2 separate regions of the Gossypium raimondii genome follow, and region 1 is linked to region 2. A link is a contact called in public Hi-C data. All regions are on one chromosome and are shown on one strand. The core of a region is the stretch at or near the end of the contact, and the rest is flanking DNA. Distances in the headings are between cores, read along the strand shown. Region 1 holds the start of LOC105804255 (inositol-3-phosphate synthase). Region 2 has its middle 13 kb from the start of LOC105804256.

Region 1 (4,852 bases), core at 2,002-4,501, 160 kb after region 2:
GTCAACGTCACACTTTTTCGCTACAATACTGAAAAACGAGTTTTTAATGTAATCCAAATTAGTTTGGAATAATTATCAAATTTTTACAAATGAAATATTAAATCAAACAATTTCTAAAATTATCATTTTTATGAAATTAAGATAAACATTCAATTTCAATAATTTTCAACGGATAAGCCAATGATTTTAAAATATTTTTGAAATTACGAAAGTTTAAAATAGGTCATTTTAGTGGTTAACTCTTTGAGCCTAACGTGTTAGGAGTTTTAATGCGTAGGTGAAAGGCTCTTCCAAGAAGTCTAAGATTGTGTCATTAGAGGATTGTATCATATGCGTGGTCTGAAGGTCAATGATTTGTATTTAATTATTAGTTCGTAAAGGCTTAGACTAATTGAGTACTTTTTAGTATATTGGCTTGTGTAATCATGTGGCATTTGTTATTGAATTGAGGTTTTAAGTTAACTTTTCATTCTTATATTGATTTGAATGTGTGTGGGACTTGAATAAGCTTTAAAAGTTTTTATTAAAATGATTGAGAACTTACTGGAATGATATGGCATTTTTTTATGTATTTTAGAAGTGTTTTGAAGTGATTTGGGGTCTCTTGCACTTGAAGTATCGATACTTGGAGGACATGTATCTCCAATAGCTAAAAGATACTATAATAGGGCTTGTTCCAATACATCATTAGTGATGTACCTGAACATGGCCATTGACTTTAACACAACTTATTATTTTGAGTGTTTTAAGCTTCTGAAAGTTTGTTTTATGTTCTGAATAATTCCAATCACCTAGTTCCAAAATGATTTTGAAATGTTTCCAAAGCCTCTCATTCATATCAAACTCTATCTAAAGACTTTAATTAGTGATTTTTAAATTGTATTATCTTGAATTTTAAGCTGCAATTGTAGTGGTTATGTCGAGGTAACATTGCTTATCCATGTCGATCATCAGAATGAGTAAGGGGTGTTACATCTATAGATGGGTTGAAAATCATTAATTAAATTTACCAAAGCGGCCATTTTTCTTGTCAGTTGACTTGTGGTGCATTTTTTGATAAGATCCTACCAATTCTAGGTTAAGATGTCTTCATATTGATTACAAATTTGTCTTTTAACTTCGAAACGCACTTTGAATCACTTTATTTTTTGTTCGAGAGATCAAGTTATAGTCATTTTTGTGAAGATTGCATGGACATAATTTTCTATATGTGATTTAAGCGAGAATATGTATAAGCTTTGATATCATATTAGTTTCAATTTTAAGGCTTCATTTTTATTATATATAAGCTTAAAATTCATTTATAAATTATTATATTTTAGGAATGTATTTACCTGTTCAAGTATTTTAGATTAATTTAGCTTAAAGAGTATTATACTGGGTCAATTGCTTGAAGATAAAGGAAGGGATGTTTCCTTGTTTTCTAATTAGTTTAACCCTATACATATATATTTGACATTATGGTTTCTATAGCCACCATATATATTATATGTTTGATTATTTTGATTAATAAAATTGCTTTAATAGAGTTTTTCTTTTCTTTTTCTTTTTCCCTTTCAAGACTAGCTTATTGTGATTTTTTTTATAAACTTTTACTTCAATTCTTTAAGGATTGTTATTGAGGGGGTTCATCAAAACTTTAGCTTCCCTAATTTAAACCAATTGGGAGGGTTGGTTAAAAGTCCCTTTTGATTTACTGTTGGTCCTTGTTCAAGGAAGCTAAGCTATCTATCCATCTACCCACCATTCATCATCGATCTTCTATTTTCAGTTTCATCAATACATTCTTCCATCTTGGATTATTTTCTTTAAGTCTTTAATTTTAGAAATTTTGCTTTGAATATTAAGATTTTGAGTTAATTGCACTAAAAATTCCTAAATTATAACTCCCATTCTAAATTGGTCCCTAAGTTTTTGAAAACATTCTAATTGCATCCTTAAAACTATTGATATTATATCAATTAAGTTCTACAATTATTAAAACTAATAATTTAACTGTTAAACGGTATGTCAAATTTTGTGTGGCATAATTTAAAATAAAATTTTAAAGAAAAGTAAACTGTTATCTGCATAAATTTTAAAAGTAAAACTAAAAATATAATAAAACTGAAAAGAGAGAGTTAGTAATAAAAGTTCTTGTAAAAGCTTTGAAAACCTCAAAACTAATATTTTTACAATTTCATTTTTACAACATTCATTTTTCTTTAAAATTTTCATTTTAAACTATGTCACATAATATTTAACATATCATTTAACAATTAAATTAATAATTTTAATAATGAAAGAACCTTATTAATCTACATTAATAATTTGAGGAGTATTTTAAAATTTAGAGACTAATTTAAAATGAAGATTATAGTTTAAGGATATATGATACAATTAACTATAAAATTTTACATTGAATTTTCAAGTTCTTAAAGTTCTTGAAAATCCCTCTGTCACGACTTTCTTCTTTTCTAAGAGCCCCAGATTGAATTTAACAAACCTAACACTAAACTCACTAAATTTTACAATTTAAGATTTCATCCGAGGTACTTGCACAGCAAAATGCATTTATATTATACAACTCGAGCTTGAACACAAATTTTAACACTATTACCCGATCCGTTTCGAGTTTAATTTAACTAATAAAAAATATTTTTAAAAGTTTCAAATTAATTAATTTTATGTCAATTAAAAATATAATTTTAATATTTTATTGTTTTTAAATATTAAAATGGATGTTTGAGCGGACAAACCAACCCAAAAATAAATTTAAATCAAAAAAAATTTCAAACTAAACCTCCACCCAGCTCAACCCATAGATACCTTATGCACCCCACTACATCGGTGCAGTTACAGTTAGGGACAATTGCCCGCTTAGTACACCGGTGCAGTTACAGTTAGGGACAATTGCCCACTTAGTACCTCATTGGATGTCACGGTGTCACCCGACCGGTGCATGAGTAGAGCCATGCATTTTCCGTCGACTACATTCAAAGGGCGTGGATTCCACAGCTACCGAAAATCCTTTTCCTGCACTTGATCACGCCACGTGTTAATCACAACCAAACGTGTCACAAACGAAACCTCCTCCTCACACGTGCCTTTCCGTGCCTGTGGCTCCATTCAATGGTCCAGTTAAGAAACTTGCATGGCGTAGATTCTCCTAAAACCAAACCACCAATTGAAAAATTTTACGTGCGGGCATCAAGCATTCACGCTGCTCCGCGTGTAGACATCTCCTCTATATATACACTTCCCCGGTCCCTAACAATGGAGCACCAAAGCTTTAAAACAAACCCAAAAAACAAAGCAGTGTTTCAAGAACAGAATATCGGCAAAAATGTTCATTGAGAGCTTTAAGGTTGAGAGTCCATATGTCAAGTACACAGACAATGCAATCCAGTCGGTGTACAACTATGAGACTACTGAGCTTGTTCATGAGAACAGGGATGGAACCTATCAATGGGTTGTCAAGCCCAAGACTGTTAAATATGAATTCAGAACTGATATCCATGTCCCTAAACTGGGGTTAGAATCTAAAACTACTCATTTCTTCTGGGTTTCCTTTTCTGGGTTTGTGTTAAAACTTTGCATTAAATTTATTTTATGTTCTAGGGTAATGCTTGTTGGATGGGGAGGAAACAATGGCTCAACCCTGACTGGTGGTGTTATAGCTAACCGATGGCGAGTTTTATTTTATTTTGTTTATTTATATTTACATTTTTTCTGTTTAGTTTTGATTGTTGATTTTGAGGATATGGGTAATGGATATTCTCAGGGGAGTGTCCTGGGCCACTAAGGACAAGGTGCAACAAGCTAATTACTTTGGTTCACTTACTCAAGCATCAACTATCCGAGTTGGGTCTTACAACGGGGAGGAGATTTATGCTCCTTTTAAGAGCCTTCTTCCTATGGTATTAAACTGGATTTTTCATTTTTATGATAGTTTCTTAACTTGTTATTCGTCGGAATGCTAAAGACAAGTAACAATATATAAAAACAGGTCAACCCAGAGGATATTGTATTTGGAGGATGGGACATAAGTGACATGAACCTTGCTGATGCAATGGCTAGAGCCAAGGTCTTTGACATTGATCTGCAAAAACAGCTAAGGCCCTACATGGAATCCATGGTCCCACTCCCTGGAATATACGACCCAGATTTCATTGCTGCCAACCAAGGTGAACGTGCCAATAACGTCATCAAGGGTACCAAGAAAGAACAAGTTCAGCAAATCATTAAAGATATTAGGTATTATAATTAGTTCTAGCCTCCGGAGAATTTTGTTAAAGCTGAAAAGAGTTTATTTTGGCACTACGACTGTGGCTGACCTTTTTATTTGTGTTTGGATTAGGGAGTTCAAGGAGAAAAACAAGGTGGACAAGGTGGTTGTACTCTGGACTGCAAACACTGAGAGGTACAGCAATGTCGTTGTGGGGCTAAACGACACCATGGAGAACCTGTTGGCTTCTTTTGAGAAGAATGAGTCAGAGATTTCTCCTTCCACTTTGTACGCTATCGCTTGTGTTTTTGAGGATGTTCCCTTCATCAATGGAAGCCCACAAAACACATTTGTTCCAGGTTCTAAATCAACTGAGCTATCTTCTCTTTTAATTCTTTGAAATGTTATGGAATTGGTCTTTTAATGATCTGTAATCATATCCAGGGTTAATTGATTTGGCTATCCAGAGGAACTGTCTGATTGGAGGAGACGATTTTAAGAGTGGCCAGACCAAGATGAAATCCGTTCTAGTGGATTTCCTTGTTGGGGCTGGTATCAAGGTACAAATCTTTCAACTTCATGACACTATCTATCACAATAATTTGTAGACTAGGCAAAGGATACCAACAAAATTAGGAGTACATG
Region 2 (5,414 bases), core at 1,529-4,028:
AAGACCATAACCCACTATCTATATGGAGATAGGAACCAATGATATAAGGCGATTGCCACACTTCGAAAAGGGTTGAGAAGGGAAGTGATAAGATCGGTAGTTGAATGCTACAAAAATGTAAGTTCTTGACAAGTTCGGATTAGTTCTAAAAATAACAAAGAGTATAAACTCGATTTTTTATTTCAAAGATAGTTGATCCCACTTACAAAAGTGTCCTAGGCCGAATATTTATAGGCCTATTGGAAACACAAAAATATAGACTTTTTCAGCACCTTTTAAGCTCTAATTCATGCAATTTTGTAGTAATTTTTTTCGAAAATTCGTACTTTAATTACAAATAATTAATTTGTAGTTAACTTATTAACATATTAAATTTTAATTATTTTTATAATAAATTTACACAAATTTTACTTATTTTCGACAGTTTTGCACAAAGGTTAAAAATTGGCTCGAAAGACACTTTGGAAGGTTTGAACCGTTGGGGTGATTCTTTGCATCAAATAGAGCAAGAAAGAGGCCAATTATTTTTTCCAGCAATAGATGGTCCAATAATGAATATAATACATGTTATAATTAATTTTAATTCACTTCATGTTGGGTTAAAATTATTAATTATAACATGAATTAAAAAATGAGGCCCAATTGTGCTAATAAAAGAAGACTAATTCAACAAGAGAAATGACAACCCAAAACCGTCCAATAAGTTGACCTAATTAGGTTATTTAGCTGATTTTATTACTTGCAAAATAGCCCTTAAAGTTTCTTTAAACTCCATTCAAACCCTTCACTTTTCATGCCTTTGAATATTTGCCCCAAGTTAAATATAGCAAAGTTTGAATTATTCAAACTTGCTCCTTTTGTGGCTGACCAAGGAAGAGTGTATGACTGCTAATTATTTGCTATTTTTAGCAGCCACTCCCACTTATAAATACCCCCTTTTTTACCTTATTCAACACACCATTCATTCCCACATATCTCTCTCTTTCACTTACTTTTCTCTTTTCCATTCCCTTTCTTGTTTTCCCATTTCCCTTACTGATTTCCCTTGCTGATTTCCCAATTGTGCTAATAAAAGAAGAGGAGCGCACTAGTCTAGCTTCAGAGAAATCCTGGATTCACTTCCTAGTTCCCTTCTCTTTTATTTTCTTGTTTATGTTGTGATCATGAATATGAATAATTGTTGAATTGTTGTTCTTTTTTTTTCTTTTTCTAATTAAAATGTCTTAAATTTAATTCATGTGAGATTGATTGCATTTTGTCCACTTAAATTATTAAAATCATGTTTGTGTCGTTCTAGGCCTTGATAAGTTGTTCAATTAAATAAAACCATACTTATGTTATACTTGCATTATAAAATGTAAGGTAATGAATGAATTAATTATTAAATGTATTGAAATTGTAATTAATTGATACAATATTTAATTGGTGCATGCTTAATCTTCTAAGGTAGTTATGGGTTAAATTAACAACTACATTAAACGATACATTAGCCTTACATAACTTGCAAGATTATTGTGATTAAATTGTTTCAATATAGAAATATATTGTTACATCACTTAATCTTATATGTGCTTATGAAGATTGATTAATTGTTTGAATTGGCATTGAGAAATGTTCAAGAGATTGGTTAATTTAGTAAGTATGTATGTGCGATAATTAACAAATTACAAAGTTGTCGTGAAAATATTCGTAACAACATGAACACGAGTTTAGTAATTCTAAGTTAATGAATGTAATTGATCTAACATAATTATGACATATTTATTAAAACTCATCTTTTTGAAATTGTGCATTGGAATTTTTACTTTTTATTTTTTTTACTTAGTTGATATTTAATTTTTAAATCACTTCTTCAAAACAACATATTTTCCCATTACCAAAGTGTTTGATTTACATTTCATAAATATTTTCTTTCACAGTCCCTGTGGTATGATAACTCGACATTTACTTGTCACTTTATTACTTGTTGTGATTGTGTACACTTGCACATTTCTGTCGTTCAACCTATGTAGACTAATGGACACATTCGGCCATAAATGGGAATACATGAATTTAAAAGGGCCAATAAACTAAAGTTTATGTTATTCAAACATTAAAAGCATGTGTGACCAGCCATGTTCATGCTCCTTTGTCGTCCATGCACTTGGATTTAAGGTGGTGGCTGCATTTAATGCGTTGGAGGAGAGTACATGCATACTTAATGTTTAAGTTTTCTTTAAGAATCTCCTACTTCCCCTGGGTGGACGGTGGCTTTATGATGCATGGAAATAACCAATAGACAGCTTCTAGAAGGCTATTCCAATGGTCTCATTCAGCTCCCATTTGAACGATGCAATTGATTAAGCAATTATTGGCCAAAAGGTCTCTTTTCAAGCTGAAACGAATAATCCTTTATCAACCTTTAAAGGGTGGTCAACCATTGATACTCCTAGGACACACTTAAACACACCATTAGGATACATACATACTAATTATCATGTCATAGAATTGGACACATTAAAGATGCATAAGACTAATACATATATTAATGGCGCCATAACATACTTTAGGACATGTTAAAGATGCAACACACAGACATAATTAAGACACTTATAAACTATATTAATTAGGTAATGAAAAAGACACAATCATGACATATACTAAATTAAAATTAAAATTAAAATTAAAATATGTGAAACTAATTAAATAAAATTAAAATGGACGGTTGAGCCTTAAGAGCCCACTTGCACAACACTGCAAGGGCTTAAGTTTTTATCATAGGCCCAATAAGTGTTTTTCTTGTCTCTTTTGGCCCAAGTTTGTTTGATTAAACCCGCAATTGTTTCGTTGAATCCCCTAGCTCTAGCAGGAACATAATAAATGCTTGCCATATGGGTCTGCAGAAGCTTTTGGAAGAATTTCCTTACATATTTGGTACTTGTACAAGCTTGCCACCACCAAGACCCCAGGATCATAAAATCCCTTTACATGATGAAATGTGGTGGTTAAAATCAGGCATTATAGGTTTCCCACTATTCAGAAGGCTGAGATAGAGAAGATCATTCAAGAAATGCTACACATGAGAATTATTAGGGATAGTACAAGTTTGTTTGCTTCCCCAATAGTGATGGTGAAAAAAAATGGTAACTGAAGGCTCTGTGTGGATTACAGACAACTCAACTAGCTAACCATTAAGGATAAGTTCCCTATCCCTATCATCAAGGAGTTTCTGGATGAATTGAATCATGCACGAAGTTGATAGGGATAGGGATAGGGAACTTAGGGATAGGGATATCAACTTCAGGATATTACCAAATAATAATGCATGAAGTTGATATCCATAAAACTGCTTTCAAGACTCATGAGGGGCATTATAAGTTTTTGGTGATGCCCTTTTTGGCTCACTAATGCTCCTTCAAGTTTCCAAGCACTCATGAATGACATTTTAAGCCTCTTCTAAGAAAGACAGTCCTGGATTTTTTTATGATATATTGGTGTTTTCAGCAAATTGAACTGAACACATTGAACACCTTGGAGTGGTTTTTTAGATACTGAGACAACATCAACTATTTGTCAAAAAAAGCTAGTGCTCTTTTGACACTTAGTAGGTAGAGTACTTAGGACATGTGATAGCTAGAGGGATTGTGGCCATGGACAAGAATAAGGTGGATTGTGTAGCAAATTAGTCTGTACCTACTTGTGTAAATGAGTTAAAGAGTTTTTTTTAGGTCTCACTGGCTATTACAGGCGTTTTATCAAGGACTATGGTCTTTTAGCTCAACCTCTTACCAACCTCCTCAAGAAGAATGCTTCGAAGTAGGAAGATCAAGCTACCACTGTCTTCCAACAGTTGAAAGAGGCCCTATGTTCAACACTTGTGCTCACTCTACCTGATTTCTAACTGGAAATTTATGTGGATACAGATGCCTCAGGTTTTGGGGTAGGAGCTGTGCTTCAGCAAAAAGGCAAACCAATAGCTTTTTTTAACAAGGGGTTGGGGGTAAGGAATTAGACACTATCGATCTATGAAAAAGAAATGATGATTGTGTTACTGGCAGTAAGGAAATGACATGCTTACCTGGTGGGGAGGTATTTCATGATTCGGATAGATCATCAAAGTTTGAGGTTTCTATCAGACCAACAAGCAATCACCCTATTTCAGCAAAGGTGGGTTGTACAAAATTTAGGGTATGACTATGAAGTTGTTTATAGGAGGGGATTGAGCAATGTTGTAGCTGATGCTCTCTCGAGGATCAAGTCTATCATCACTGGTCAGGTTTGGCAAATGACAGAGGTCACTGTGGTTTCTGACTTACTAAACAAGGTATAAACGCTTTACCTCTCTGATTTAAAGCTCCATAAATTCTGTGAGGAAGTTAAGAACAAATCTTCTCCACACCCCAAGTATGCATGGGATGGGAGATTTAATGTATCTGCTTCAAGAAATTTAATAGTGTCTCTACTGTATTGAAAAGGTATGTCCAAGGATATTAAGGCTTGGATCAAAGAATATCCTACATGTCAAAGATGCAAGCCTAAAACTGTAGCTAAGCTTGGGTTGCTATAACCATTGCCAATACCAGATAGGGCATGGTCTTCTATTAGCATGGATTTTATAAAAGGTCTTCCAAAATCCAACGGCAAGTCTATGATACGGGTTGTGGTTGAATGACTTACAAAATTTGGACATTTTCTGGCCATATCCCACCCCTATACAACAACGATAGTGGCTCAGAAATACATGGATCACATTGTCAAATTACATAGTCTGCCTAACTCTATAATCTTAGATAGAGACAGAATCTTTGTCAGCAACTTTTGGTAGGACCTTTTCAAGTGAGTTGGGACAAAGTTGCATCTTTCAATTGCCTATCACCCTGAGTCTGATGGACAGAAAGATGTGTTAAACAAGTGTCTTGAAGGATATCTCAGGTGTATGATAGGGAAAAGGCCTGGTGATTGGCTACATTGGCTTCCCCTAGCAGAGTGGTGGTATAATTCCACTCGTCACTTAGCCATCCATACCACTCCATATGAGGCACTCTATGGCCAACATCCTCCACACCATGTACCTTATTTGGCTGGTGCTTCTCTAGTAATTATGGTGGATAAAAGCTTGCAACAAAGGGAAGCTGCTAGGAAGATGGTGCAATTTCATTTTAAAAGAGCTTAAGATCCAATAAGGCAGCATGCATATAAACATAGGAATGAGAGGCAGTTTAAGGAAGGTGATTTGGTTTATCTGAGGCTGCAACCTTACAGGCAACACTTTGGCAAAAGAAGATGGAATTAGAAGTTGTCTCCCAAGTATTTTGGGCCTTTTCCAGTAGTAGCTCGAGTAGGAAAGGTAACATATAGGTTACAACTTCCTCCTAGCTTAAGAGTGCATCCTACATTTCATGTCTCGTAGCTTAAGAAGCATGTGGGAGTGGCTC

What was found. Hi-C and Micro-C count contacts between places; a contact is called where the count stands out from the background.
Region 1: a Hi-C map of leaf shows a contact between it and region 2, with 2.1 times the contacts expected there. The contact joins the promoter of LOC105804255 here to the enhancer-like site in region 2. A contact is called at or near these places in 2 of 2 Hi-C or Micro-C datasets (both in leaf).

The regions. Positions count from the first base shown.
Region 1 is chr11:28,561,124-28,565,975 of ASM2569854v1, forward strand. LOC105804255 (inositol-3-phosphate synthase) reads left to right here and starts at 3,252. Exons shown (of 10, transcript XM_012636778.2): 1 at 3,252-3,513; 2 at 3,601-3,669; 3 at 3,764-3,899; 4 at 3,989-4,236; 5 at 4,340-4,566; 6 at 4,652-4,767. The coding sequence starts at 3,326.
Region 2 is chr11:28,404,038-28,409,451 of ASM2569854v1, forward strand. No RefSeq gene overlaps it. Among protein-coding and RNA genes, the nearest start is that of LOC105804256, 13 kb to the left of the region's middle. Within about 2 kb of position 2,779, the one cell type or tissue checked has open chromatin away from gene starts, as enhancers often do. A contact at or near this core is called in leaf, where this site is marked.